4 separate regions of the Mus musculus genome follow, and all the other regions are linked to region 4. A link is a contact called in public promoter capture Hi-C data. All regions are on one chromosome and are shown on one strand. The core of a region is the stretch at or near the end of the contact, and the rest is flanking DNA. Distances in the headings are between cores, read along the strand shown.

Region 1 (4,033 bases), core at 421-2,920, 1.4 Mb after region 4:
GGTGAGAAAATTGACTGGACTTTGATAGAAAATCTAGAGTCCTTGGCTGGGTTATAAAAGCATAAACTACAGGCTGGACAGATGGCCAAGTGGTTAAGCCACTTGCTGCCCTTTCCTAAGAGCTGGGTTACCCTTGGCTCACAAGCATCTGTAACTCCAGTTTCAGGGCGCCCGACATCTCTTCTGGCCCTGAACACACACGGTGCACAGACATACCTGTAGACAAAACACCCACTCACACAAAGAAAAATAAACCTTTTTATAAAAACAAAGGTGACCGGACCCTGCTCTTCCCAGCATCTGTGCAGTCCTTCATTATCCCAGCCGAAATGGCTGGCATGACACAATCAGATCCGTAAACAAATCCGAGGTGAAAGGAAACCTTCAAAGCTACAGCCACTCCTCAAGAAACTCTCCAACTGCAAGAAGCAGCCAGTTCCGCCCAGAGCACTCCGGAACAAGGAGGGCTTAAAGAGTAGAGATTTAAGTGTGGCTACAATTCTTAAAAATTCAGATTGCCCCCCTAAAAAAAGAAAACTGCAACACAACAAAGCCAACGTGTTATACACAGTTCCAAATTTTTACAAAAGGAATTTGATTGTATACTCAGGAGTCACTGTACCTATGGATGCAACAGCCATTGTAAGAACTGTTTCCAAACCAGCAGCACCAGCACGCCCTGACCTTGAACCCCACAGGCCAGGTTCCTATTTGGATACACAACCCCAGCCCGAACCCAACCCACCCCACCCCACCCCTCCGGGTACACCTGGATCTTGTCTCAAGTCACAGCGTTAAGCAGCAGCGACCCCGCGTGGCCACAGAGGAGAGACTAACTGTCCAGCGTCACAGGAAATCCATGGCAACGCTTGTGCGGGAGCATTTGAAACGAGGGGGAGGGAGGTCCGGACCTGCAGTCCCCGCACTTGGGGGACCCTGCCTCAAGCAGATACCTAGCCTGTGCGAGCTCGGGGTCCCGCCGAGGTGGCCCTTTCCCGGGGATGGCGGAAGCGGTGCCCCACGCGTGACCGAGGGGAGCTTCGCTCGGGCGGAGGGCTGGGGACACCGGGAGGTCGGGCCAGTCCGCAGTCCTCCGTGGCCCACGGGACCTCGTGGCGCCGTCTTTACCCCGCGCCCCTGCGCGGACCCTGGGGTGAGGGCGGCCGTGCTCGGGCGACGGTTGAACCTACACGATCGGTGCCCCTGGGCGCTGCTCGCGCTCTCCCGGGTGTTTCCCCCGCGGGATTCACGGGAGGCGCTCTCTGCCGCGCCGGGCTCCTTCCGGGCCGCCCTCTCTTTCACGTCTGGCATCCTGGTGATGGTGGTGGTGGTGGTATCTGTGTGGTGACAAATGTTGGGGGCTCGTCAGGGCCAGGGGGGACCAGAGCTGGCGCAGGAAGAAACTGAGGCCGCAGCCCCGACGGACGCCCCTCCCCTTACCCCTCTCCATCCCTCACCACCCCTTGTCTCTCCCTCTCAGTATGCCTCTTCCCCTCACCTCCTCTTCCCCTCTCCCTTCCCCTCTTTCATCCCTTCCCCTCCGTGGCTCACCTCCGCCCTCCCCCTCCACTTTCTCCCTCCCCTTCCCTCTCTCCACTCAGCTCACTTCCTTCTCTGCCGGCCCGCCCGCTCTGGCTGGCTGGGCGGCACGGGGTGCGGGTGGGCTAAACCACTTGGGGGGATGAGGCAGGGGCGGCGTGGCTGGGTGGAGCCACTGAGCCCCACGTCGATGCTGTCACACACTCCACATCCCCACCCTGCGAACTGAGCAGGAGTGGGAACGCCCGGTGTTGCCAAACAAACAGCTTAGGTGTCCTGGCAACGAGGCGCGAGGCGCGTGGCAGCCCTCCCCACCAGCATCGCGACCCGCCACCGACCATCTGCCGCCACCTTGGGTGAGACCGAGACTGGGGCAGGACGGTCATCCCTATTGATTCCAAGTGTCAGGATCTGGGGCTTAGGGGTAGCCTGCAGAGCATGCACAGGGGTGCTAGCCTCGAACTGCTGACCCTACAGCCTCTGCCTGAGTGCTGGGGTCACCCGTGTGAGCCACCACCAAGGGTTCATGTAGTGCTGGGCATGGAAGGGACCTCATAGGCTGAGCTCCATTTCCAGATTCTTAAAAAAAATGGAGGGTGAGGCCTGGAGAGATGGCTCAGCTGTTAGGACCACTGGCTTTCTTCCAGAGGACCAGGGTTCGATTCCCAGCACCAACATGATGGATCTCGGCCATCTGCCACTCCAGTTCCTCGGGATCATACTTCCTATATTTACATATATTTACATACACGCAGGCAAAATACCCATACATATAAAATTGTCTTGTTTTACATATAACATTCTCTTGTGTTTTTTGCTTTTTTCCCAAGACAAAGAAAGTTTCTCTATGCTGCCCCAGCAGTCAGGGAACTCTTCTGTAGACCAGGCTGGCCTCAAACTCAGATCTTCCTGCCTCTGCAGGGATTAAAGTCTTTTAAATACCCACGCCTTGGGTTTGGGGAGAGAACATGGAGAGGGTGTTTTTCCCTCATATTCTTTCTGGCCTCTTAATTACTCTGACTTGAAGTCATCATAAAACCTATGCAAATGCATCCCATCCATGCAGTACCCCAGGCGTTCAGAAGAGGGCGTGCGATCCCCCGGAAATGGCTGTACCGCCTGATGCCGCTGCTTTGCTTGCCAATCCCTGACTTTGGAAAACCTGAAAGTAACGGTGCAGGCCTGTCACCCTAGCTACTGGGGAGACTGAGGCAAGAGGACAGACTGGCCAAGGCCTGCTTGGACTACACAGTTCCAGGACAGACGAAGCAACTAAAGTTTAAAGACAAAACAAAGCCAGATAATGGGTGCAACTTAGTAACAAAATGCCGGCCATGTTTGAGGGCCCAGGTTCAGTTCCAATACTGCAAGGTAGGATTTACTGAAAAGAATTTAAGGTTGTAGCTTGGTTGGTATCCCTGGGTTCAATTCTCACCGACCACCTAAACTATCTCCAGCACATACTAAGCTTCCTTCCTCCCTCCCCATTGTGCTTCTTGGAATTTCGGGGTGTGCTTCTTGGAATTTCCCTCCAGGTGGTCAACGGGGACGTGAACAGAAGCTACGCAGTGATGTCACAGCTTCCTGTCACATGAAAACTCGGAGTCTGGAAAGATGGCACCCAAGTGGCGGCCTAGAAATACCTGGTGCCCTCTTGTGGGGCCCCTAAGGGTGTGTGTGTGTGTGTGTGTGTGTGTGTGTGTGTGTGTATGTACACACACATACACATACATGCAGGGAAAACATTTTTTTTTATGACATGTTTTCTCTGTGTAGCCCCAGCTATCCTGGAACTCCCTCTGTAGACCAGGCTGGCCTCAAACTCCCAGAGATCTGCCTGCCTCTGCCTCCATGCGTACTGGGATTAAAAGCTTTCGCCACCACTGCCTGGCCTATTTGGGACTATTAATGTCAAGGAGAGAAAAAAAATTGAGCTTGTTTTTAAATAGTAGCCCTCCCGATAAAAGAATCAGTGCTATAGAGCTCTTCCCAGATGTCTGAATTCCCCTAGGAATCTATCTGTACTCGTAAAATAGCCGCTCTCTATATAACATCTGTGGGTCAGCCAAATGCACTAATGGGCCAAGGATCCAGCTTCCAATCCTGACCTCCTGAGTTCAATCCCCAAGACTCCCATAATTCCAGGAGAGACCTGCCACACACGAGCTGGCCTCAGGCTCCACACCTGTGCCACACCATGTACACACACACACACACACACACACACACGTGCGCGCGCACACGCACGCACACACATACACACAGTGTAATTAAAACTTTTAAAATCTGACTTCTCTTGGAGGGTTGTAGGGAGATAATCAGAGCAGGCATCTATGGTGGGGGTGGGGCTGAAGCAAGAAGAGGGGAGCGTGGAGGTGGCCGAGGAGGGAACCGAGGAAGGCTAAGGGAAGCGTTTTCCCAGAGCCAGGCAAGGTGCAGACGTCCAGGATCCTTATCATTAACACTTATCAGAAGCAGCCAAGCAAAAGTTATC
Region 2 (3,823 bases), core at 1,046-3,545, 1.1 Mb after region 4:
TCACAAGACTAAGGATCAATGGTCCCGAGTCTCTTCAGTATTTAAATAGTCACATCAGGAGGAACTAGGGAGAAATAGTGTTCTTTCCCTACCAAACCACCAAGCTACCTAGTGTAAATAAGAGGGGAAAAAGAAGCTGGGATGTGGGAGACAGACAGCAGCAACGCTCTACACAAGCTAGAGGCTCCTAGGAACTAGACTAGAGCAATGCCCACTCCTGCATCCATCCACAACCTACCAGTCATAGGCTGTGCTCAGGATTTTTCTTTTTCTTTTTTTTTTTTTTAAACAGGCTCTCAATATACCCTGGCTGGCCTGGAACTTGCTATGTAGACCAGCCTGGCCTCAACTCACTTAGATGTGCCAGCTTCAGTCTCCAGACTGCAAGGACTAAAGGTGTGCCCAAATGAAACCCATCTAGTTGGTGCTCAGAAAAGTAGCTCCATTCCCTGCATCAGATCACCTGGACCCAATATACAAGCCCAGGAGCTGGAGAGACACTCAACAGCATGTCTGAGTTCCATCTCTAGCACCCAGTACTAGCACCCCACAGCCCACATGTACCCGATGCCTCAGGCCTCCAAAAGAACCTGTACACATGCACATACTCACAATTAGGAAATAATAAAAATAAACGAAGACACAAACAGAACTCACAAGTACTTGTTTAACTCTAAAAGGCTGTGCCTCAATGCCTCCCAGTTTACCAGACACTAAAATATCAGCCCCATTCTTGTCATTTTTTTTTTAAGACCAATAGTGAAAACACTTCACCTCTGGTTCTCATCACAGATAAGCATCTTTGGAGTGGGGTGGGGGAGCACTAGGCAGGAGTAGGATAAAAATCTAAGCTTACAACCTCTTTTCAGACATTGCTCGAGGCACTGGGTGGACATGGAAATAATGGGAGTTTGTTCAAGGGATGCCAAGAGAAACAAGATTCCACACGTCAGGGCACTGAACGCTCAACACGGGGCAAAGGGCATGCACCCCCTTGCTTTTTGCTCAAATCCCGATTAGTTGCTTCACCTGAGAGCCTTTCAAAGGCCGTCTAATGGTCTCCAGTCTAATGGTTAAATTCCCGAGTGAACTTAACAATCCCTACTTGGAGACCAAGAGAAAGTATTCTTGCTTATCAAAAACAGCAAGTGCTGCTCTAAGAACCAAGACACACGTCGGTGCCTGGAGACAGCTCCACTTCAGCCTGTACAACCCAACTACAAGCCAGAACCCCTGGCCCCCAACCTATACATTTCTCAGTTTTCTGTCAACTAAGCCCATCCAATCAGTAAGCTCGTCAAAGTTCCCAAGGCCAAGCCTCTGCCCAGCACGCCAGTGTCTTCACAAAGTTCCTGCCTCCAAGATCAGCTTCCCTCCACTTTCTGAAGACTTTTCCCAGTCCTCGTCGCAGGCCTGGCGCTCCGGCGCCTCCATTAGATGTCACTTCTCCCTGGCACAACTCTTCCTTTCTCACCATACTCAGTTGATTATAATTTGTGTTCCCTCCGCCGCAAAAGTCGTTTTCGCCCTTATCTCCTCAAAGAGACACAAGATCTATTCTCAGCTCCGAGACCTCTCCCGCGCCCAGAGTTCGACCTCAGCACCTAACACACTCCCTCGAGTTTCCACACCGTTCTGTCATCCTCAGCTCCTACACTTCGCACCTATTTAAAAGGAAAACACTTCGCAACTCTCGTTTCCTGTGCTTTCTACTCCCAGAACACACGCTTTTCGCCCCAGATCGACTCCCCTGGCTTCCACCTCACCACTTCTCCCCTCTTCCCATGTTCTTCGGGCTCTGACTCCCTGCCACCTCCCGGCCTGGGCCCTGCCCTGCCCGGGAGTACTCCACGAGCGGGCTCCGGTGTTTTTGCCCTCGGGGCCGCGAGGCCGCTGCCAGCAGGATTGGCTCCGCGTGGGGCGGACTCACCAGTTGGTCATGTCCAGGAAGAAGGCGCAGCCGGCCGGGTTGAGCTGGAAGCCGAGTAGCCGCTGGAACTCGGAGATGAGCACGTCCTTGTCTGTGGTGCCCAGGCAGCTGAACTTCTGCATGAGCTCCGGATCCAAGTCCACGTCCATGCCCTCCATGGCGGGGGGCCCGGACGCACAGCTTCCACCGCCCCGACCTGCTTCTCCACGGGCGGCCGCCGCGCCCGGGCCCGAGCCCACGAAGGGCGGCCCGCTGCTGGCCGGCGCCGCGCGCACTGCTCCGAGACAGGCCCCAGGCCTCTCACCGCCTCATGGGCTGCGCGCGCCGCGCCGAGCCGCGCCGCACCGCACCGCTCGCTCCTCTCTCGCTGGCTCTGGGGCTCGCGCTCCCCCCCCTCCCACCCCCCCCAGCGCCCGCCTCCGCCGCCGCCGCTGCTGCCGCCGCGGTTCGCAGCACCGCCGCCTCCGCCTCCTCCCGGGCCGCGCCCAACGCGCACGCGCGGGGCCGCTCGGACCCCGCCCCTTCCTCTCCCGAAAGCCCGCCTTCAGTGACGTCATAACTCGGTGACGTCTCTCGCGTGACCTCACCGCGACAGAGCGGAGGGGGCAGGAAACGGGAAGCCGGAAAGAGCGGATACTGGGCGGGTCTCTGTCCTCGCCTGAGTCCCCACACTGCGTGGGAGGAGTCACGAGTCTGAGAGGTGCTTCGGAGACGAGCGACCCCACCCATGCTCAGGCTGGGAACCCGAAGTCGCCACAGGAACAGAGGCTGGGACTGGGGCAAAGGGCAAAGGGCAGCACAGAGCGGACTCTTGCTGCTCCGCTCTCAGGGGACTTAGTATTCAAACAGACATTTTCCCAAGGTCGCGGCGGTGCACGCTTAGTCTCTGGATTCTGACCTGAGTTTCTCATGACTGCCTATGTTACTATGCAACCTTAGCATTACGTTTCCAGAAAATAAAGGCAGCCTAATGCAAGCACCAGTTACAGGTCAGAGGAACCGATCCTCTGCAAAGAAAGGTCAATACCCTAGAATTTAGCAAATCTTGTTCTGTCTCTAAAATCCACGACCAAAAAAATGACTGTAGACAGTATCCAGTGTATCTACTAATGTGAGGCTCCATTTGAAGCTGAAGGATTAAGAAGCTCAGCTGTGGAGAGACTCATCTGCCCGTTCTGTCACCAAGTATTTTCTCAGTGTCACCTGTTAGATATGACTAGGTACAGGGATGGGGGTGGGTAAGAAACTGGGCAACTGGGGACTTGGCTTAAGCTGTTTCCCCGAAGGTATGAAGACCTGGGTTCCTGAGAGCAGAGATACTTCGCTCTTGCATATAAGGCCTGGCTGACAGCCAAGGGTGGCGGCACTGGGGAGGCAGGCAAATTTCTGTGTGTTTGATGCCAGCCAGAGATACTCTAGACCCTGCCTTTAAAAAATAAACCACCCCAGCACTCAAGAGGCAGAGGCGGGCTTTCTTCCTGGAGTTGCCTTTGATCTCATCCTCCTACCCCTACTTGCTGGGATAACTACTGTCACAACTACTTCTGAAAAGAGACTCAACTGAAGTCAGTGGGCCTGGGAGGAGGCTCAAAATCGCCTGGTGATTGTTATCATATCCAAATTTCAGAGCAGAACCTTGAGCAAATGCAGTTATTGCTGATAGTTTGCTCAACAGTTCAACCTGATTAAAGATTGACAAAATATGTTTACGGATGTGTTTGAATTGTGTCTATCTCATGAACAGCAGCTGTGAGATCATGAGGACCAGAGCTCAGGGTTATCAGTGTGACAGTTTGTGTATTCCTACCGTTGGCAGTGCTTCAGACACTCTCTTCTCCTTAGTCATGGTTTCTTAGGACATAAACTACCAGGTTAGCTTCATATCACATGCCT
Region 3 (4,002 bases), core at 1,132-3,631, 1.5 Mb after region 4:
TGTCTTTTTTATATTATTAAAATACTAAATGAAACTCCGAGGTCTAGCAAGCATCCTTTCCTCTACCTCAAAGGCTTGTCCTATAGCTGGGGGCCCGGGGGGGGGATCTTAAACACTCAAAGGTCTCTTCTTCTCACTGCCGGACAGGCCTGGCTCCCCCCTCCCACAGCTCAGCTTATTCCTAATGATTTTAATATCTGGAAATTCATGTCTCTGTCTACGTTTAAAAGCAACGTTGGAGACTTCCCCTCGCTGAGCATGACAGCTTAGGTCTTTAATCCCAGTATTAAAGAAGCAGAAGCAGGAGTTTCCAGACCTGCGAGGGAGGCAGAACCAGCACCAAGGTCACCGCACCCCAGCAATGGAGAGCTGTCATCCGACATCCCCCCCTCTGATCTTTACTCGTAGCTCAGCAGCAGAGCGCCATGCCTAGCATGCCCGGGCCCTTGCATCTCATTCCTGGTACCAAGAGAATAAAATTCTACTCCACAACAGCTTCCTCACCAATCTTTCGGACCTGGAATGTTTTAGAACCGTTGCTTTGGCTGGGTATAGTGACTCACGCCTTTGATCCTAGCACTTGGGGAGGGAGAGGCAGGCAGATGTGTGAGTTTGAGGCCAGCCTGGTCTACCTAGACTAAGATGCAGGCCAGCCAAGGCCACGTGGTGGGATGACAACTTTTATCTCTTCCTTCAGACAAATGGTTTCTGTGTAATGGAGAGGAAACGAACCGAATACCATCTGCAAGGAAGAGCTATCTGCCCATATGGTAAAGGGTGGTGGCGCTGAGCAGACATCCAGGTCACTCGGAATTCTAGTATTTTCAACTCACCAGAAAACTAAAAGTGATCCTGAACTTTTTCATTGAGTATGTGTGTGCATTTGTGAGTGTATATAAGCAAGCACTGTCTGTGTGTGTGTGTGTGTAAGCATGCTACCATGTGTCTTTGGAGTTCAGAGGACAACTGGGGGAAACAGGTTCTCTTTTCCCACCATATGGGTTCCAAGGATCAAACTCTTGCCAGCCCTGATGGTGAACTCTTGACCCTCCTGGTTTCACCTCCCCAGTGCAGGGGATTACAGTTGTACACCACCGTGTCTGGCTTTCTTGCTGTATTTCTAACCAATAATCCGTGCTATAAAACCCTGGAAAGATCCCATGTGTGTCGTGCTAGGATGGCAGAGCTGGCTCTAACTGGGTATATACTAGGGCACCAGGTGGAAATTCCAGTACCACACTGGGACCTCGGGGTTAACATGCCCGTGCCAAGGCTCCTCCCCCTTCATCTTCTTATTTTTAATTGGAAGCTTATTTTCTCTCAATTTCTGAAAATATCCTGAACCACAATTCCTCCCTGCTTGGAAGAGAGATAATAAAAAGAACTTTTAAAGTTAGGTGTCAGGTGTAAAGATGAGGCAGGAGGATCACAAGTTCAAGGCCACCTTGGGATCCACAGTTTGAGTCCAAAAAAAGGACAAAACTATGGAAAAACAGAGAAGAAAGGGGGCACTTGGTTTTGTTCCTCACACTGCTACCCTATCAAGGGGACCTGTTGGTTTTGGGGAGCTGATGGAGGAATGAATGAACGCCCAAGAACCTGAGAAGACTCTCGGGGCGTTGTCCCTCAGGGGTCGACCATCAGAGTGTCATTTCTCAGGGAAGGCAGTAGAAGGAAGCAAGTGTTGTCAGGGAACCTTCCTTCAGAGAGAATCATCCCTCAGGAAGATGAGTCGAGCAGAGGGGAACGTCAGGGCCCTTCCTCAGGGGACAGGATGGGTGCACCATCCCTCATAAACACTCACGTTCCCCAGGGCATATGGGAAAAGCCAGTACTGCAGGGAGAATTGTCCCGCAGGAAGGACTGTCAGGGCTCCATCCTTCATAATGCTGTCCCCCCACCCCCACCCCTCGGGCATCTTCCCACAAAGTGCAGGAAGGATTGTCCCTCGGGGTGCAGTCCATGCAGAAGGACCATCTCTCACGGAGACTGTCCACAGGGAGGACCGTCCCTAAGTCCCTCAGGGTGCTGAGCCCCAGTTCACCTTCTGACAGAGCGGGAGAGAAGCGTCCCTTAGGGTGAAGTCCCAGGGGGAGGACCATCCAGCAGAGATGACTGTCGGGACGCCATCCCTTGGGGCGCCGTTGCACAGGGCGCTGGGAGGACTGTCCCTCGGAGTCCCATCCCCTCCAGGCGTCTGGTCACCGTCCTCTGCAGGAACCACCTAGAGATACCTGCAATGGCTTCCTCCCGAGCAGCCCACCGCCGCTCGATTTTTTCCCCCGTTGCTATGGCGACCGCGGCTTCCACCCGGCGTCGTGACGTCATCACGCCCTCCCCGGGCGCCCGGGCTGGCGAGGCCGCGTCACCCGGCGGCCAGCGGAGAGAAGAGCGAGGCGGAGCTCCGAGGCTCGCCTGAGGAGACTCGGCGGCCTGGGCTCCGGGGCCCGGGAACCGGGATAAGCAGGCCGGCCGCCGCGGCGGAGGGGGGCGGGCTGGAGCGTGGCCCCGCGCTGGTCATCCGGGTTCCGGGGCCCGGCGGAGGCCGCGCCGGGAGCGAGAGGGAAGTGCGGCCGCCCTGGAACCTGGATATCGCGCGAGGCAAGCCGCGCGCGGGCGGGCTATGGCGCAGGCGGGTTGCGGGGCCGGCGCTGGTGGCAGGGCCCGGTGCATGGTGGTCTGTCGGCGGAGTCGCCCTCGGGGGCTGTCAGGTTGGTGGCCGCGGGAAGAGTGGGTCCACCGTGCCCCGAGGCGGGAGGCTGGGCGAACGCGGGGCCCCGGGAAGGTCCGGAGCCCGTCGTGCCCACCCTCCTCGGTCCCTGGCCTGGCGGCTGGGCCTCCCTGGACGGCGGCCTGGCCCCACCCCCACCCAGGGTCCCTGCCCCTCCATCCCGCCCTGAGACTCCTCCCCCAGGACTCCCAAACCCCGCCCTCCTCCTCCTCCTTGACCCCATACACACACTCCTGACCCCCAGACCTCACAAGGCGACCCCCAATTCATTGAGTGCTAACCCCAGCCCTGCTTCTGGACCCTCCAGTCTCAGTGCTGATACAATCATTACATGGCTTCCAAGAGGCCCGTAGTCCCTAGTGACCCCCTAGACTACCCTCTGTGGGCACCCCTTAGTCCTCTCCTGGCTTCTGCAAACCAGACTCGGGCTGTTTCCCACCCACTCATCCACATAACTCGTGATCTTCGCCCCGTAACACCATGATCATCTCACCCTCCTGACATCCCTCTTTAACCCCCCCCCCCGCCCCCAGCCTCCAGTGTCAATCAGCACATACATAACTTATGCCCACTGCCATGCCACCGTTGTGGTGATCAAGAGTAAATGGAAATGAAGTATCATTTGAGGCAGGAAAGGATTCTAGATTGAGTGTGTGGTTCAAGTTCAAATTCTATCATGTTGAGCTTTGGAAACCTTGGTGGAGGTCCTTTCCTTACGGTGGACTTGAGTTTCTGATCAGAACTGTGATGAGATTGAGTTTGGTGATTCCCCAATGTTTCTTTCTATTAAAATTCTGCAATTCTTAGTCAAGACAAAAATAGCGAACTTTTTTCTACGCTGCCTCAGAAATGTAGTCCTTGTAACCTCACCCTCCCACCCCCACTCCCAACCTGGGTCTACTGGCTTTACCGAACAGTATTTCTTCATTCCTGTGATTGTCTACACTCTGCCCCCTCAATTGGACTCTATCAGTTTGTAAAGCCGTGCAGCACAGAGCTTCCCACTGAGTTGACATCATGAGCTTGGCCCTTCAGCTGGGGAACTTTTGGCAAAGCATTTAAAGCCTGAGGTAACAGGTGCAGAACATTCAGGACCCTTCTGCCTCACAGGAAACCTTTACCTTTATGGTAGAACAGTTGTTTTTAGTGAAGGTCTAACTACTGGGTGCTGGAGATGCCACAGACACCAAGCATATGGCCCACGCCAGTCACTACTGCTGCCATCTTGGAATCCCTGTCCCCATCTCTGATGAGTGCCTTACCTCTCACTT
Region 4 (3,864 bases), core at 654-3,153:
CCATCCATGCCTTATCTGGGGGTGAATGGACATTTGTTCCTGTATACCCAGGAAAAGTCACATAATAACTATATTCTGATTATTTGTACCTCTTACCAGTAAATTCAAATTATACTCTCTCCTAGGAATTGGTTTGTACCAACATATTCCAATATAAATGTGCTTTGTGAGTTGCTACATAGGCATCCAAATTCCATGAATTTTGTTTGTTAGTTAGTTTGGTTGGTTGGTTTTGGAGACAAGGTTTCTCTGTATAGTCCTGGTTGACTAAAAATCTCTCTGTAAACCAGGCTAGCCTTGAATCCACAGAGATTCACCTGCCTCTGCCTTCTGAGTGTTGCTTTTAAAGGTGTGTACCACCATCACCTGACATAAATTACATGACTATTTTAAAGAAACAAATTATTTCAGATTACTAATGGTGAGCTGAGTGACTATCAAGACATGACCAATAGATGGACCTCCACTTCAAATTGAGTTCTGAGTCTAGTTTGGCCTGTTCCTAACTGCATGGTTCTGCCAGCCTTCACCTTCTAAATTCTGGGATTAAAAGTATGCGGCCACTACAGCTGGCTCAGTTAAAGTCTGAAAATCATTTGCAAAGATGGTACAGCTGCTGAAGGGTCCAATTAATTCAGGAATCCATTCTACTTGATGAAGAAATCAGGAGAGGTGGCTACTACGGGGAAATGGATCCACAGCCAGCACACTGGATTCAGCTGCCAGATCTCCCTTTTCATCTTGCTCTGTCTGCAAGCTTCTGCAAAACCAACCTCAGCTCAGCATGGTGCTTCACTGGCAATCCCAGCATTTGGGAGCTGTTGTGTTCCTCATAGCAAGTCCCTGGCCCCAAGGGAAAAAAAAACCTCCAAGAATTGCTCCCCTCCTCTGTGTCTCAGGAAGTTCATGGTGCAATGAGCCTACAATTCTGGCGAGCCACAATGATATTTCTGGCTAATTCCTATTCTTGTTTGTTTGTTTGTTTGTTTCGAGACAGGGTTTCCCTGTGTAGCCCTGGCTGTCCTGGTACTCACTCTGTAGAGCAGGCTGGCTTCGAACTCAGAAATCTGCCTGCCTCTGCCTCCTGAGTGCTGGGATTAAAGGCGTGTTCCACGATGCCCGGTGATAATTCCTATTCTTTTTTTTTTTAAGATTTATTTATTTATTATATGTAAGTACACTGTAGCTGTCTTCAGACACACCAGAAGAGGGAATCAGATCTTGTTACAGATGGTTGTGAGCCACCATGTGGTTGCTGGGATTTGAACTAAGGACCTTTGGAAGAGCAGTCGGGTGCTCTTACCTGCTGAGCCATCTCACCAGCCCCGATAATTCCTATTCTTATTGAAACTGTTGTGACAACTGGCGGGAATGCAAAGTAGGGCCTGGTCATCCTCAGCTGTCCATCTTCTCTGGAGATGTGACCTCTCTCAGATGGCTGTCAGATTTACTTCTGTAACTCAGACCCTGGCACTCTGTACAAGACACACAGCAGCACCAACGATTAAGAGCCTTACAACCGTGAAGTTACTTACAATGCGACTGTGATTCTTCACTTGCAGCAGAGATGGCGATTGTGAGTAGTTCATGGGCTATGGAAGAATGCAAAGCAGGAGCCTAGCATACAAGACTCTAGAACAGTAGTCCACTATTGTAGGTTTTACTTATTTATGTCTGCGCGTAAAATATAGATAAAACTGTAAATGACACATCACCAAAATGGGCCTAAGTTCTTTCCAGAAAACTCTGCTGGTCCCCTCCCCGGTGGCTGGAGGTTCATCTCAGTCAAGCCCCATGGAACCACAGCCTTGAGACTAGCCAGGTAAGGGCGGGGCTCTAGTCTAAGGGGCGGAGTCCGACGGTCGAGTCACGCCGCGCGCAAAGGGCGGGGCTTTAGCGCGCCGATCACGTGAGCCTCTGTTGACACTTCCGGGTGGGACGAGAGCGAGGCTCCGGACCGATTCGGCTGCTGGGGCGCAGGCATGGCATACCACGGCCTTACTGTGCCTTTGATCGTGATGAGCGTGTTCTGGGGCTTCGTGGGCCTCCTCGTGCCCTGGTTTATCCCCAAGGGTCCTAACCGGGGGTAAGTGCGCCAGGTCCAAGGTGGTGGGAGCGGAGGACCCCGGTGGGAGGATCACGGAGAGAAGGATCGTACGTGGAGGACTACGGCGGGAGGATGAGGCGGGGTGGACCACAGAGGGGAGGACCGCATGCGCTCCTCAGAGCCTGTCAACGTCCCCGGCTGGAGGGTGAGGTCACCTTTGGCGGCCCCTCCCGGAAGTGAATTTTAGGGAGTGCTTTTTGTCTTGATGGACTAAAAGTGTGCACTTCGACTGAAGAGAAATTAGGGCGCCTCCCAAGCCACTGTCGCTGCTTTGGTTCTGTCTTTGATGCACGGGAGGCTTTTTGCCTAAACCTCAAAGAAAGGGATCTGAGAACAGAAATCTCCCTCTCGCCCCCTTGCTGTCGCAGTTTCGGACTCAGACAAGCTTGATGCAGAGCGTTAAGTTCAGCCTTTGCAGCTAGTGGGCCCAACCCAAGCCAGGGTGAGCCTGATCTAAACGAGGTTAAATCACCCAGAGCTGAAGGCATTGTGTAGAAACCTCTGCGTCATACCTTCCAGGGCGCTCCTGCCCTTACTTGTAAACAGTATTTACAGTGGTTGGCCAAGATTTTCATTCCCCCATCTAAGGTTTGCAGAATACCGTTTTCTCTGTTTGGAGATAAACTTCTGTATTGCAGTGTAAAAACAAACCTTTTCAGAGGAGCCTAGGGCACCCTCTTTCTAGTTCCTCTTTTGAATTAAGTAATTTTTTCCCTCTCACTCAAGATCATGTGGAGGTGACACTTGATCTTAAGTAGTAGTGTGTCAGAAACGTCTCTTGCTTTAATGGTTAGACACTGAATGGTGGGTACATAGTGTTTAGCTCCACAACACTTTGTAGAGTAGACAATGTTTACTGAGTGGGCCATTTTGATTAGAGAAAGTTTTACTGTGGGTTTCTTTGTTTTGGGGGGGCTTTGGGGGGTTTGTTTGTTTGTTTGGGGGGGGGGTCAAGATAAGGTTTCTCTGTGTAGCCCTGGCCATCCTGGAACTCACTGTGTAGACCAGGCTAGCTCAAACTCAGAAATCCACCTGCCTCTGCCTCCCAAGTGCTGGGATTAAAGGTGTGCGCCACCACGCCCAGCTGAAGTTTTACTGTTTTGTGATATTGGCTTCTATTACTGTCTGGAATACACTGACTTTTAACAGTGTTTTTTCTATTAGCCTAAGAAAGCACTTTTAAAGATGTATGTATTATTTTATGTATATAAGTGTATAGCTGCATGTATGTAAGGGCATCATGCGTGCAATGTCCACAGAGGCATTTGGATCCCTTGGAATTGGAGTTACAGATGGTCATTAGCTGTCACGTGGGTGCTGGGACTTGAATCTAGGTCTTCTGGAAGAGCAAGTGTACTTAACCAAAGAGCCATCTCTCCAGGTCGCAATTAAATGGCTTTTGAAAGGGAAATGATAGGTGAATATCTGTCCTTTGCAAGCATCAGGGAGGCTCCACTTCTCAGTAACAGTCCTACAGCGTCATCTGCGGTTTACAGCAGCTGATGTGGTATCTGGGCTCTGCAGTTATCAAAGTAATTTGTAGTAACTGAGTACTGAGTCCATTTAGACACTTTTTTTTTCCTCTTGGAGTTAGACAACAAAATGTCTCTGTTGTGTTTAAACCAACCCTGTTCCGTTCCACCACTGTCTGTCTTTCTGGCCTTCATCCCAGAATAGCTTTCATTAACGTGCCTAGTTTGGGCCACTCCTTTCTTAAAACTCTGTTCTCCCCATCCTGGCATCAGGTGCCCCTCCTG

What was found. Promoter capture Hi-C pulls out the DNA fragments that hold promoters and counts their contacts.
Region 1: a contact with region 4 is called in a promoter capture Hi-C map of pre-B cells, with 2.3 times the contacts expected there. The contact joins the promoter of Tcp11 here to the promoter of Atp6v0e in region 4. A contact is called at or near these places in 2 of 39 promoter capture datasets (liver and pre-B cells) and 1 of 9 other capture datasets (liver).
Region 2: a promoter capture Hi-C map of pre-B cells shows a contact between it and region 4, with 2.4 times the contacts expected there. The contact joins the promoter of Ilrun here to the promoter of Atp6v0e in region 4. A contact is called at or near these places in 2 of 39 promoter capture datasets (liver and pre-B cells).
Region 3: a contact with region 4 is called in a promoter capture Hi-C map of liver, with 2.8 times the contacts expected there. The contact joins the promoter of Zfp523 here to the promoter of Atp6v0e in region 4. A contact is called at or near these places in 4 of 39 promoter capture datasets (hippocampal neurons, liver and pre-B cells) and 1 of 115 datasets of contacts at active chromatin or transcription factors (pancreatic cancer cells).

What each region holds. Positions count from the first base shown.
Region 1 is chr17:28,078,969-28,083,001 of GRCm38.p6, forward strand. Tcp11 (t-complex protein 11) reads right to left here and starts at 1,671. Exons shown (of 10, transcript NM_001085555.1): 1 at 1,607-1,671; 2 at 1,191-1,337. The coding sequence starts at 1,311.
Region 2 is chr17:27,818,247-27,822,069 of GRCm38.p6, forward strand. Ilrun (inflammation and lipid regulator with UBA-like and NBR1-like domains) reads right to left here and starts at 2,296. Exons shown (of 5, transcript NM_001033279.3): 1 at 1,931-2,296. The coding sequence starts at 2,088.
Region 3 is chr17:28,174,815-28,178,816 of GRCm38.p6, forward strand. Zfp523 (zinc finger protein 523) reads left to right here and starts at 2,382. Exons shown (of 14, transcript NM_001357995.1): 1 at 2,382-2,711. It overlaps Scube3 (signal peptide, CUB domain, EGF-like 3), which reads left to right. Exons shown (of 22, transcript NM_001004366.2): 22 at 1-31.
Region 4 is chr17:26,674,493-26,678,356 of GRCm38.p6, forward strand. It overlaps Atp6v0e (ATPase, H+ transporting, lysosomal V0 subunit E), which reads left to right and starts at 1,904. Exons shown (of 4, transcript NM_025272.2): 1 at 1,904-2,086. The coding sequence starts at 1,983.